Linked DNA regions of Sus scrofa: region 2 is linked to region 1. The links are chromatin contacts, called in public HiChIP or PLAC-seq maps. All regions are on one chromosome and are shown on one strand. Each heading gives the region's core, a stretch centred on a gene start, on an enhancer-like site or on the middle of the called end of the contact. The rest is flanking DNA. Distances are from core to core; before and after follow the strand shown.

Region 1 (5,671 bases), core at 365-2,864:
ATCTTCACCAATCTGATAGGTAGAAACGGTATTTCAGGTCTCTGCTCATGGCCTCTGCCCATGTATCTGCTTAGATATTGGGCTTTTCTTTGATTTGTAAGCATTTATCACGTGTCAAGAAATTTGCCTTGTGTCATATGTGCTAGAACTATTTGCCCCCATTTTAATTTTGTTTGTGTTGTGGGGGGTTGTTGTGGTTATTTATTGTTATTCTATTTTTTTTTTTTTGCCAAGCAATTTTTATTTTTACATTTATCAGTCCTCTCTTCATAGCAGCTGGGCATCCCCTGATATTTAGACAGCAACTACACACTTTTGTGGTCTCTTTTCCTAAAAGTTCCATGTATCTCCCAGTGCCATTTGTATAAGCACCGTCTTATAAAGAAAGTCGGAAGAGTTGTTTTACTCCATTTGGCAGAAGGGAAATCGGACTAGACCGAAGCCAGCACCTCTTCCATCTCATTGGGGCAGGGGTCGGGAGAGTTGAAGCCAAGCATCTTATGTTTGTTGCACTTGACACCAAGCTCCCTAGGAAACATCTACCCCCTTCTTGAGCATGCGCACCTTATCGCTGGCCACTGCAGAGTCACACTTCCCAGTCAGTCAGACTGGAACCAGAGTCTTCCCCAGGCCAAGTGGCTTCTTAGTGCCCATCCTTCAATCTCCACTTTGGGATGGCAGCTAAAAATGACTTTGCAGTAGGTGGATAATTTCTGCTTGTTACTTACTAATAATTATAGCTTTCACTTTGGCACCTCTCACAGTTGAAACCAGCGGCTATTCTTAGATGTGCAAGATCAGATTTTCTGATTTCTGCTGGGAATGTAAAGCTGTGATCCACACATGCATTCCTTGGCCCTGGCTCGACCCGGCCAGTTCACCTCCCCCCGCCACCAGGCTTCTCCCAGCCCCTGGGAAGCTGGGTTGAAGCGTAATCCTGTAGCATGGCCACCATGACGAGATGAAGACAGCTCCTGGACAGGTGGCGTGAGGGTCACTGCACAGGGAGTGCCTGCGGGAGGGAACACGCAGTACCCAGGGGGCAGGCCCGCCCTGACGCAGTGCCAATCTCCATGGGTCAGTCCCGCCAGATCTGCCCCTTCTACGGCCCCAGGGGTTTGGATTCCTGTCTACAGTGTGCAGGAAGCTAACGTTTACCAGGCACTGTGCATGTGTCAGACGTTATTCCAAGGACTTTCTTTGTTTTAACTTGGTTCATCCTTGTAATAGGCACCCAAGGCCGAAATACTCTTCATCACCCCCATTTTACCAACAAAGAGACTAAGACAATAGCTCTCAAGTCACCTGGGGTTACATGGTTAATCAGTGGAGAAGCGAGAATTCAAACCCAGTCAGTGTGGCCCCAGAACCCCAGCCCCTGCCCAGGGCAGGCACTGAGCCCCATGCGCACAGAATCTGTGCACATCGGCGTTTGTGCTGCCTTCGGGGCGAGGCTCTGGAGTGCCCTGGTCAGAAGACAGACACAGGCTCAGCCTTCATGGAGTTTGAGATGAGAAACGGAACAATTGCAGAAGCACTTGATTCCCCCCGCGCCAAGAGCCGAGTGCCCTGGCTGGGGGGGTAGTGCGGGCTCTGCCAGCACTGGGAATAGAGATCTTCCCCAGCCGAGGCCAGCCGAGACCTGAGCACTGGCAGGTGCAGGACGCCTGCGGGCAGGCCTGCAGACCGCGTGAGCTCTGAGCGTTAGAGGCCACAGGGCCTGAAGCCAAAATAGGAAGACTTGCATGGCCAAGGTGAGGTGGGAAGAGCCAGCCCTGGTGACCAGGTCAAGATCTCTTCCTAAACACACTGAAAAGCTGTGGAAGGATGTCCAGCAGGGGGTGAAAGGCCCAGAGGGAGGTTTCTAAGATCCCACCCGCTGAGTGTGGGGCGCGGAGTGGGAGGCAGCACAGTGGAAAGGGTGGGTCAGGACCACGGGTCTGCGTGACCAAGGGGAACAGCTGGTCTGAAGTGGCATCAAGAGGCTGGAGAGAAGGGAAACCTGAGATGCATTTTCCAGGTAGAACTGATGGGACCTGCTGATAGATTAGACGTGGGGGTGAAGGCAAAGGAGCCCTGTGTTGGGGCTGGAGTCGGCGGGTGACTGATGATTCCACGTTCTGCCATGGGGCGGGGGAAATGGATGGGCAGGGCTCAGGGAGCAAGAGAAACCAGAGTCCTGTTCGAACCCTATTTGAGCCCTTTTTTTTTTTAATTTGAGTGTGTCGGGTGCCTGGGGACATGCAAGTGAAGGTGTCAGGTCGGTGGCTGGATATTCAAGTCTACACTTGAGATTTCGGCTCGAAACATAAGTTGGGAGTAGGAGTTAAAGCCCAGGGCTGTGATGAGAAGGCCTAGGAAGAGACTATTGACGGAGGAGAGAAAGGGCCAGGACCCAAACCTGAGCCCCCAACATTTAAAATTTAGGGAGGAGAGGAAAAGCCAAAGGATCAGGAAGGAAGTGGGCAGCAAGGCAGGAGGAAACCAGGGCCAAGGGGGTTTACAAAGGAGCCTGCCCGGTGCGATGATCGAGGACTCGGACCCGTGGAGGTCCTGGTCCTACATGGTCTAGCAGTGGTACCTACTCCCTCGAGCCCTAGTCTTCTTCTCTGCAAAACAGTGACAGTTGTGACAGTCCCACAGGACAATGCTCAGAGAGGGTTAAGCAGGTAGCATCTACTGTCTATTAAAAGAAAGGTCTTCGGAGTTCCAGTCCTGGCTCAGCGGTAATGATCTCGACTAGGATCCATGAGGATGCGGGTTCCATCCTTGGCCTCACTCCATGGGTTAAGGATCCAGCGTTGCCGTGAGCTGTGGTGTAGGTCACAGATGTGACTTGGATCTGGCGTGGCTGTGGCTGTGGCATAAGCCAGCAGCTGCAGCTCCAATCTGACCCCTAGCCTGGGAACCTCCATATGCTGCAGTGCGGCCCTAAAAAGATAGATGGATGGATAGATAGATAGATAGATACATAGATTGATAGATAGATAAATGATACATGGATGGATAGATGATACATGGATGGATAGATGGATGGATAGATGGATGGATAGATAGATGATATGTAGATGGATGGATAGATGATACATACGTAGATGGATGGGTAGATAGATGATACATACGTAGATGGATGGATAGATAGATGATACGTAGATGGATGGATAGATAGATGATACATACGTAGATGGATGGATAGATAGATGATACATATGTAGATGGATGGGTAGATAGATGATACGTAGATGGATGGATAAATAGATGATACATATGTAGATGGATGGATAGATAGATGATACATATGTAGATGGATGGGTAGATAGATGATACGTAGATGGATGGATGGATAGATGATACATATGTAGATGGATGGATAGATGATACATACGTAAATGGATGGGTAGATAGATGATACGTAGATGGATGGATAGATAGATGATACATACGTAGATGGATGGATGGGTAGATAGATGATACGTAGATGGATGGATGGATAGATAGATGATACGTAGATGGATGGATGGATAGATAGATGATACATACGTAGATGGATGGGTAGATAGATGATACGTAGATGGATGGATAGATAGATGATACATATGTAGATGGATGGATGGGTAGATAGATGATACGTAGATGGATGGATGGATAGATAGATGATACGTAGATGGATGGCTAGATGATAGGTAAGATAGAGATCTTTAAGGTGGCTCTGGCAGGTAGCAAGTGCTGCTGGGAGGTTGAATAAGGTGGAGACAAAAGCACTGCTTGCACTTGGCGTCTGGGAGTTGTTGGTGACCTGAGAAGACAGGTTTGGGTGGGAACAGAGCCACACTGGTGTGGGCTGCAGAGTGGGTACAGGTGAGGCCTTGGAGGCAGGGGGTACACAATCCTCCCGAAAGGGCCCCTGGGGAGCAGAATGGGGGTGCCCAGGGGGTGAGGCAGCCGGAGAGGGATGTGGGGTCAAGAGGGGTTCAGATGGCTGGCACAGAAGCATGTTGACAGCACACAGGGACCCTCATCATCCGGAAGAAGAGGGGGGTCCGTGAAGGCAGGAATCCCTCCAGAGGGTGAGAGAGTGGTGGGGTCCAGGGCACAGACCTGAGGTGTCAGCTCTCAGGTGCAGCAGGAGGGGTAGAGAAGACCGGCCAGGAGACAGTGATGGGCTTGCAGGTTGGTGCCTCCAGAGGCTCCAGGTCTGCTCTGCTGGCTTCTGTTTCCTCTTTGAATGATGAGTCAAGGTCAGCCAGGGAGGCAGGGTCTTGGGGGAAGGGCCAAGAGGCAGGAAAGCAGCTGGCCCAGGGATAAAGTCTGAGGAGGTAGTCTCGCCATCCCACTGAGCCCCTGGAGAAGGGATCACTCTGGACAGCTGACACAGCCATCGCAAACTCAGAGAGTAATGCTGATTATGCAGCCCAGACCCTGATGGAGGCGTTTGGCTGGGCACTCTGTGAGGACAGGACCTAGGCTGTGTCATCCGGGGACCATGGGCTCCAGCCTGGGGTTTGGCCTGGAGGTGCTCAGGGTGGGATCCCTGCATGTAAGCAAAATTACTGCCTCCCTTCTCTTCCTGAGTCCCCCCAGCAGAATAAAGGACAGTTCTAGTGAGAGCTGCTAAGGATTGAAGCCTCCCCAGGTCTTGGTGACCTGGCCAGGTGACAGGAAACTCATCAGTTCTCAGGACCCCTGTCCTCTTTGGCCCTCGTGCTGATTTCCATATGAAAGAGCCAGTTCATGAAGGCTGGAGGCCAGCTCCAGGGCCAGGGCGAGCCCCGACCCAGCTGACTAAGATCCTGAGCTCAAGCCTCTTCTCTAGGGAGGCAGGGTTTGGGGTAAAGGAGATGGTTCTGGGGGGTCAGCAAGTCTGCAGACCTGGCTCCCTGCCCACCTGCCTGCAAGACCAAGGAGAACTGATGGCGAAAGTCTTTGCCTTCACTCTTCTCTGCCCGGGCACCCCCGAGGCACCCCCACTGGGAACAGCCCTCCGGCTGCCTCTCCCCAGCGCCTTTGTGTGTTTGTTTCACAGAAGGTGCCCCCCCCCCCGCCCACCAATAGGCTGAGCCCCAGGGGGAAGGCATGGCTGCTGAAGCCATCTGTGCGAAGGGCCTCCCGGCTTTCCAGGGGCAGACGCAGCCCTGCGCCTGGCATGCAGCTGGTCCCTGGGGTCCAGACTTGTCAGCACCCCCAGCGCCTTTGCACAGGCGTGACCTGCACAGCCCAGGGCCCAGGGAAGGCACGATGGGAACCAGTTCTCAGCCGTGCTGCCTACATGAAGCAGGTGCTGACAAGTGTCAGAGGCGAATGAATGAGTGAGGAAACCGGACCTGTGGGGGTGCGTCCAGCGTCAGGTCCCCCAGTCGGGAGCCCCCTTCACCACTGAGGAACAAAGAGTCTGGAGTTCCCATTGTGGCTCAGTGGAAATGAATCTGAGTAGGATCCATGAGGACGCAGGTTCCATCCCTGGCCTCGCTCCATGGGTTAAGGATCCGGTGTTGCCGTGAGCTCTGTTGTAGGTTGCAGATGTGGCTCAGATCACATGTTGCTGTGGCTGTGGTGTAGGCTGGCAGCTACAGCTCCGATTCAACCCCTAGCCTGGGAACTTCCTATGCCGTGGGTATGGCCCTAAAAAGACAAAAAAGAAAAAAGAAAAGAAAGAGTCCCAGGCCTTGGCAGC
Region 2 (6,094 bases), core at 1,263-3,762, 160 kb before region 1:
TCTACCTGTAGGCCTAGTGCCTTTAGGTAAGAGGGGAGCCCTACCTATAGGACCAGGGGCTGCAGGTAAGAGGGGGGCTCTGGGCTCAGGAAGGGAGGAGGGATGCAGGTGCTTTTCCCTGGGGTTTACAGGGCCTAAAACCCATGAGCTTTGGTACATTTGTGGCAGATTTCTCCTCTTAAGTAGGTCAAAGTTAGAATGTGATGAAGGCAGAAGGCAGCCTGAGGTTTAATGTCCCAGGGAAAAATGCTCACGAAGGTAAGTCAGGAGCGGACGGCCACTGCTACCTTTGCCCCGATTGCTGAAGCCCGGCTTCCTGAGAGTTCTGCCGACAGTAACAAGTCTAGACATGGCCGTTCATTCTTTCCCCATTCCCGAGGCTCTGTCCTGATCTGGCCAGGCTGGACCCGAGTCCTGCTCTCTCCCACCCACACTCGGCTCCAGGCGGCCTGCCGGCTGTCCGCCCACCCGCCTCACCCCTGCCAGGCCTGTTCCCACCTCCGCATGTCGCTTGTCGTTTCCCTCCAGCGTGGAGCCTCTCCTCCCCCCTGGGAGGAATCCACCCTCGGTGACACCTCAGTGACAACCCCGCCGGCTCCACTGCCCACTTTAGCCTCTCCTTCCTCCGATCCCACCACCTCTATTTATAGTTAGTACCATCCAGCTTGGCATTCTGTTTTTGTTTAATTACTTCCCATCTGCCACTTGCCTCTCTTAGGTTGTAGGATTAATTAATTCATTAAAGCAACAAACATACACCTGCTCTGGGGTGGGCTCCGAGGCTGTGCCACCTCTAAGCTGCTGGCTGTGGACCTGGGCATTTGCACTGGGGACCATGCGGGCCACACAGGAGAACTTGTGTTGGGATGGTTCTTTAAACCTTTGCCCCTGGCATCCAGGGCCACACTATTGAAGATAAACTCAACCTGAGTAACACAGGTTGCTTAAGCAAAAGTGCAGTGTTTTTCGTATATTCTGAAATGCTCTCCATTTTTAGATGAAAATAGATGCTGGTTTGGGCCTGCTTTTTATAAAAAATAATCTTGTCTCCAACTCTTTTACCCACACTCACCTTCAGGCTGGATCATCCTAATTTGTGGACTGTCTTTCAGGTGGTTTTGCTCAGAACTGTCTCCCACGGCTCATTGTCTTTGAAGGTGAGGGCCTCCTTGGGCTTCCTTAATGAATTTTTCTCCCCTGCATTTCATGCTAGCCGCTGTATTTTTCACTCTTCGGGTTTGGGTCTAGGATCTCCTTGGGGCCTAGACTCATACCAAGCTGGCCAGATTATAAACGATCACCTAATATTTTAAAGCCAGGCCTCCTGACTCCTAGCACAGTGCTCGTGCTGCCATCACCCATCCCTTGGCTTCCATCATCTCCAAACCATGTCTGGTGTTCATTTTCTTCCCCCAACTGTTCCTGAGGCTTCAGGAATGAAAAAAGCATCCATATTTGGAAAGCTCAGAGCTCTCTGGGGGCGGGAGCAGAGCACAGACTGTTCTGGGGAGAGGGAGGGTGTGGGAGCTGGCTCTGTCGGCTTTCCCCCAGTCACACTGGGGCTGGTGCAGAAGAGCAGGAAGCCGTGCTGGCCCCTGGCTGGGCCTCCCTGCCCAGTCCCTTGATCCATGAGGCACAGCCTCACAAGAAAGGGAGAGGAACTCAGGTTTCCTAAACTCCTACTATGTGCCAGGTTCTGGAATAATAATAGTAAATTGTTAATAATTGCAACATTAAAAAAACTTTCTGAACACCCACTGAGCACTTGCTTCTTAATGCCCTTCATCCCCACATGGGTACCACCCCCAGTTAAGAGGAGGAGTAAAGGGTGGACCCTCTGTTTTCAGCCCCCAGTTCTTTTTCTCCTTTGCTCTCAGGTGCTTGCTTTGCAGATTAGGGCTGCTGTATCATTTGCATAGGCACTCCAAGGTGCGGAGACTAGCGCCCGCAGCACCACAGAGGCCAAGTCTACCCCGGGGCTCTGTGAGGTGCCTTGGGTTGCATTGAGTGGCTCCCAGAGTTGGTTGGACGTTGCAGGAGGTCTTGAAAACATCCTTCTCCCTTAACAGAGTAGACAACACTCGGGCTTCTTATTTAAACAGTAGGGTTCTTTGGCACGTTCGAAACCGGGAATTTCACATTAGGCCCTGAGCGGGTCGCACTGCGTCTGGGGCCCCACCAACGTGGGATGGAGGGGATTCGCAGGCAGCGGAGACCAACCGACGTTTTCTTGCAGTGCCAGCCTTTGCCGCCAGGGGGCGTGGGAGCCGCGTCTTCGCTGGGAAGCTCGCGTATGCGCAGAGCCTTCCGAGCGGCCTGGGCCCTGAAATTTGGGTCTTTGTGAGATTACGTTGGAGGTCAGGGATCGCAGAAGAAGTGTGAACTTGCCAACCGTCTTTATTAACCTTGGATCACTGAGTCTCCTAAGGGACTCCTGGGCCATTTCTCAAAAGCTGTGCCTGGTGTAGGCAATTACACACACGCCTCGCCGGTTCTCACTCGGCCCGGAGCTGAACCTCTCCTGATGGGCGCCGTTATCGTGCTGTGTGGTCACGGCGTTTACAGAGACTCCCACAGGAGCCCAGTGCGTTCAGCACATTAAGCAGTCAGGGCATGCATCACTTGAAAAGGGAAAGGAATTCTAGGTGTGAATTAGCAGGAGTGGATGTATCTCCATTTTTTTTTCATGAACTGAAAAATCCCTGGTCATAAGGACTATAGAAGCCCAAAGAGAGTTTTCCTAGAGTATTTCTTAGTAATTCCTAGAGTATTCCTTAGAGTCTTTAAGGCACAGAACCCAACCCTGATCTTTATGAATTTTGTATTTGCTAATGACCATGACCTTCTGGGTATCCTGGAGCCTAAGTACAATGTAGTAACAGAAGGATTCTTCCTCCCTGGCAGAAAAACTCTCCAGGCTGGGTCCCAGCTACTGTGGACTTGACCTGGGAGTGAGGTCGCTGGAGCAGGGTTCAGGTTGTCTCTGTCTCTGTGTGACCTTGGGCTAATTATGAACCCTCTCTCTCTAAGCCTAAATGACCTCATCTGCAGAGTAAGAAGAGAAGATTGGCTATCCTTTTTTTTTTCCCCTTTAGAAGCTGTTTTTAATTTTTATTATTCTTTATTTTTTCTTTTTAGGGGTGCACATGTGGCATATGGAAGTTCCTGGGCTAGGGGTTGAATTGGAGCTGCAGCTGCCGGCTTACACCACGGCCACAGCAACACAGAATCTGAGCCGCGTTTGTGACCTACACCACAGCTCATGGCAATGCCGGATCCTTAACCCACTGAGCAAGGCCAGGGATCAAACCTGCATTCTCATGGATACTAGTTGGGTTCGTTACCCCTGAGCCAAAAGAGGGAACTCCAGAAGCTGCTGTTTATATTTTGAAGCCTTGAGATCTCTTTAGGGACAGTGAAAAAAAAAAAGTAGTTTGAGAGAAAACTCTGAATGGAGTGAACGGGGTGGCCGAAGTGGGGCTGGGAGAGTCCTTGCTGAATGCTTTTGCCCGTGTGTAAAACCCAGAAAATGCGGGAGTGCAGTTGTGAGGCCTGCTGGGCATCTGCTGTGTAAGACTCCGGGAACTGTTCATCGTGGATGCAGCCCTCTCGCAGGCCTCCTCCCATCTAGATTTAACGATTCTGCAGACGGTGGCAAGCGAGATGCTGTGTTGCATGTAGCCACTCATCTCAGGTTGCTAGTCAAAGCTTCCTGTTTATATTTAGTTGGTGTAAGAAGAGTAAGAGCCCTCTTATTACCTCTGACCCAAATTCATATTTAAAGTCGGTTGTGTCGGTTCTTTTGGGGGAAGCAAGCAGAGACTCAAAGAGCCCAAAGAAAGTTTGGGGCCCTCAGTGAAGGTCCACTGAGGTGCTTCTTCTTAGTTCTTTCTGTGATACTTTGTCTGTCGCAGTCACTCAACTTCTCATATTGTTTTGGACATGTCTTTCTCCTCCATCCCTCTCGAGGCGGCCCATCTCCAGGGAGAAGACCAGTCCTGCCCTGGGAGGCCCAGCCGTGGTGCTCCGTGAGAATTTGTGGAATGGAGAAAGGAAGGCCCATCTGTTCCCTGGCCGCTCTCATTCCTTGCTGATGTTAGGGCACCCCAGGGCTACATGTTGCATGGTTGGGGTCCCCCTGAGGGTGATGAGTGCACTCTTCTTAGGAAAGAAACTAGAACCAGGACCAGAGTTTACATGGCATCATGTGTCATCAAGGTTGAGGCTCTGCGCTAAGATGTTAACTTGCTTAATTTCGAGTGGCGGGGGTACCGGTGATTGTTACCGTCTTCTCCATGCTTTTCTATATTTTATAGATACTCAGAAACATTGAGGAGCGTTGCCATTCCCTCAGGACTTCCTTACTGTAGCCAGGCAGCGGGCTCAGCCTTGTAATAATCAGTTGGAGCAGGAGCTGTTATTTTCATTTGCTTGATGGGGAAACAGAGGCCCCGAGATATTGAGGAAGTTGCTCAAGGTCATAAAACTAGAAACTGGAGAAGCAAGGATTTGAATCCAAGTCTGTCTGCGCATGTGTATTCATGTATTTTCCATGTGCGTGTATTTTCACTTCTTAGTATTTCACCAAGCAGATTGGGAGTAGTAGATCATAGATGTGATTTGTGGCACAAAGATTAAAAATAACATAACAAAGCATAGGATTACCACCTGACCTGCCAGTTCTATTCTAGGTGTATATCCAAGAGAATTAAAAACGTGTCCATGTAAAAACCAGTACGTGAATATTCGTAACAGCATAATTCATACTATCCAAAAAGTGTGAGCTATCCAAATATTCATGATGGATAAATGACAAATGGATCAATAAGTTGTGTTACATCCACACAACGGAATATTATTTGGCAATAAAAAAAGAATGGAGTGTTTGGAACTGGATAGAGGTGGAGGGTGTCCAATATTGTGAATGTAGTAAATGCTGCAGAATTGTTTACCTTAAAATGGTTCATCTTATATATCGTAAATTTCCCCTCCGTTAAAAAGAGGGAGTGAAGTACTGATACATGCTACAGTAGGTATGAACCCCTGAAACATTGTGCTAAGTGGAAGAAGTCGGACACAAAGGGTTTGTAGGATTCCATTTCTATCATAGGATTCCATTTGCATGAAATATGTGGAGTAGGCAAGTCCACAGAGACAGAACGTGGATTAGTAATCGCCAGAGTCTGGAAGGGGAACACCTGCTAATGGGTAGGGATTTCTTTTTGGGCGGATGAAAATGTCTTGGAATTAACTAGGGGTAAGGGCTCCACAACTATGTGACTGTGCTAAAACCACTGCGTTGTACACTTGAAACGGAGATGAAGTTTGTGGTATATGAATCATGTGTCAGTAGAGCTGTTATTAAATGTATATATAAATAATATAACAAATGAATCAATGCTTCCACTTGGAGACTGTCCAGCCTACTGTTACCGAGAGAGGGTAGTGGTATAGAGAATAATCATGATAGTTCCTGAGTTTGGGGTGTTCGCTCTGGGCAGGTACTGCTCTGAGCACATAGCAGTTTACCTGCAAAGTCAGCTGTGGATTCGGAACCAGGAAGTCTGGCTCCAAAGCCCACACTCTTACCCACGACACGGTACTGCTTTGTATGTAAAGATAGATGAATCTGAGATATGAGAAAGGATGTAAAGGCTGAGAGCAAGAACTCTGGTGGCAAAGGGTCTGCCGCTTATGCTTGTGTCATCTTGGGTGAGTCACTTAATGGCTCAGAGCCCCAGATCCCTTTTCTCTGAAATGAAGATGATAGTAACTTCTCCCTCGTTCCTGTGAAAGTTAGAAAAATTATGTCAACTCTCAGATTAGTGTCTGGCATGTAACTAACACTCACTGCATGTTGTTATTACTGTCATGTGGTTATTAAGTAGAGAGTTTAAGAGCTTTAATTCAAGTTATAAACTTATTTAGTGAGCATTTTGGGTTGAATTAACATCTCACTTGCTCACAGAATTATAGAGCTGGAAGGGTCATTGAAGATCAGCTGCTGTAACAGGTGAATATCTGATTCAGGGCCTGGCAGCTCCTTTTATAAGTGGGGTGGGGTGGGGGTGCACACATGCGCATCTCCTAATAA

Evidence for each region. HiChIP or PLAC-seq counts read pairs in DNA pulled down with a chosen protein or histone mark.
Region 2: a contact with region 1 is called in an H3K27ac HiChIP or PLAC-seq map of skeletal muscle, with 3 times the contacts expected there. The contact joins two enhancer-like sites. A contact is called at or near these places in 1 of 47 Hi-C or Micro-C datasets (skeletal muscle) and 1 of 2 datasets of contacts at active chromatin or transcription factors (skeletal muscle).

The regions. Positions count from the first base shown.
Region 1 is chr7:112,306,679-112,312,349 of Sscrofa11.1, reverse strand. All of the region lies in intron 18 of TTC7B (tetratricopeptide repeat protein 7B), which reads left to right. Among named protein-coding and RNA genes, the nearest start is that of CALM1, 150 kb to the right of the region's middle. Within about 2 kb of position 1,614, at least 1 of the 83 cell types and tissues checked has an H3K27ac peak or open chromatin away from gene starts, as enhancers often do. A contact at or near this core is called in skeletal muscle, where this site is marked.
Region 2 is chr7:112,468,704-112,474,797 of Sscrofa11.1, reverse strand. The region is part of intron 3 of TTC7B (tetratricopeptide repeat protein 7B); the gene reads left to right. Among named protein-coding and RNA genes, the nearest start is that of TTC7B, 47 kb to the left of the region's middle. Within about 2 kb of position 2,512, at least 28 of the 83 cell types and tissues checked have an H3K27ac peak or open chromatin away from gene starts, as enhancers often do. A contact at or near this core is called in skeletal muscle, where this site is marked.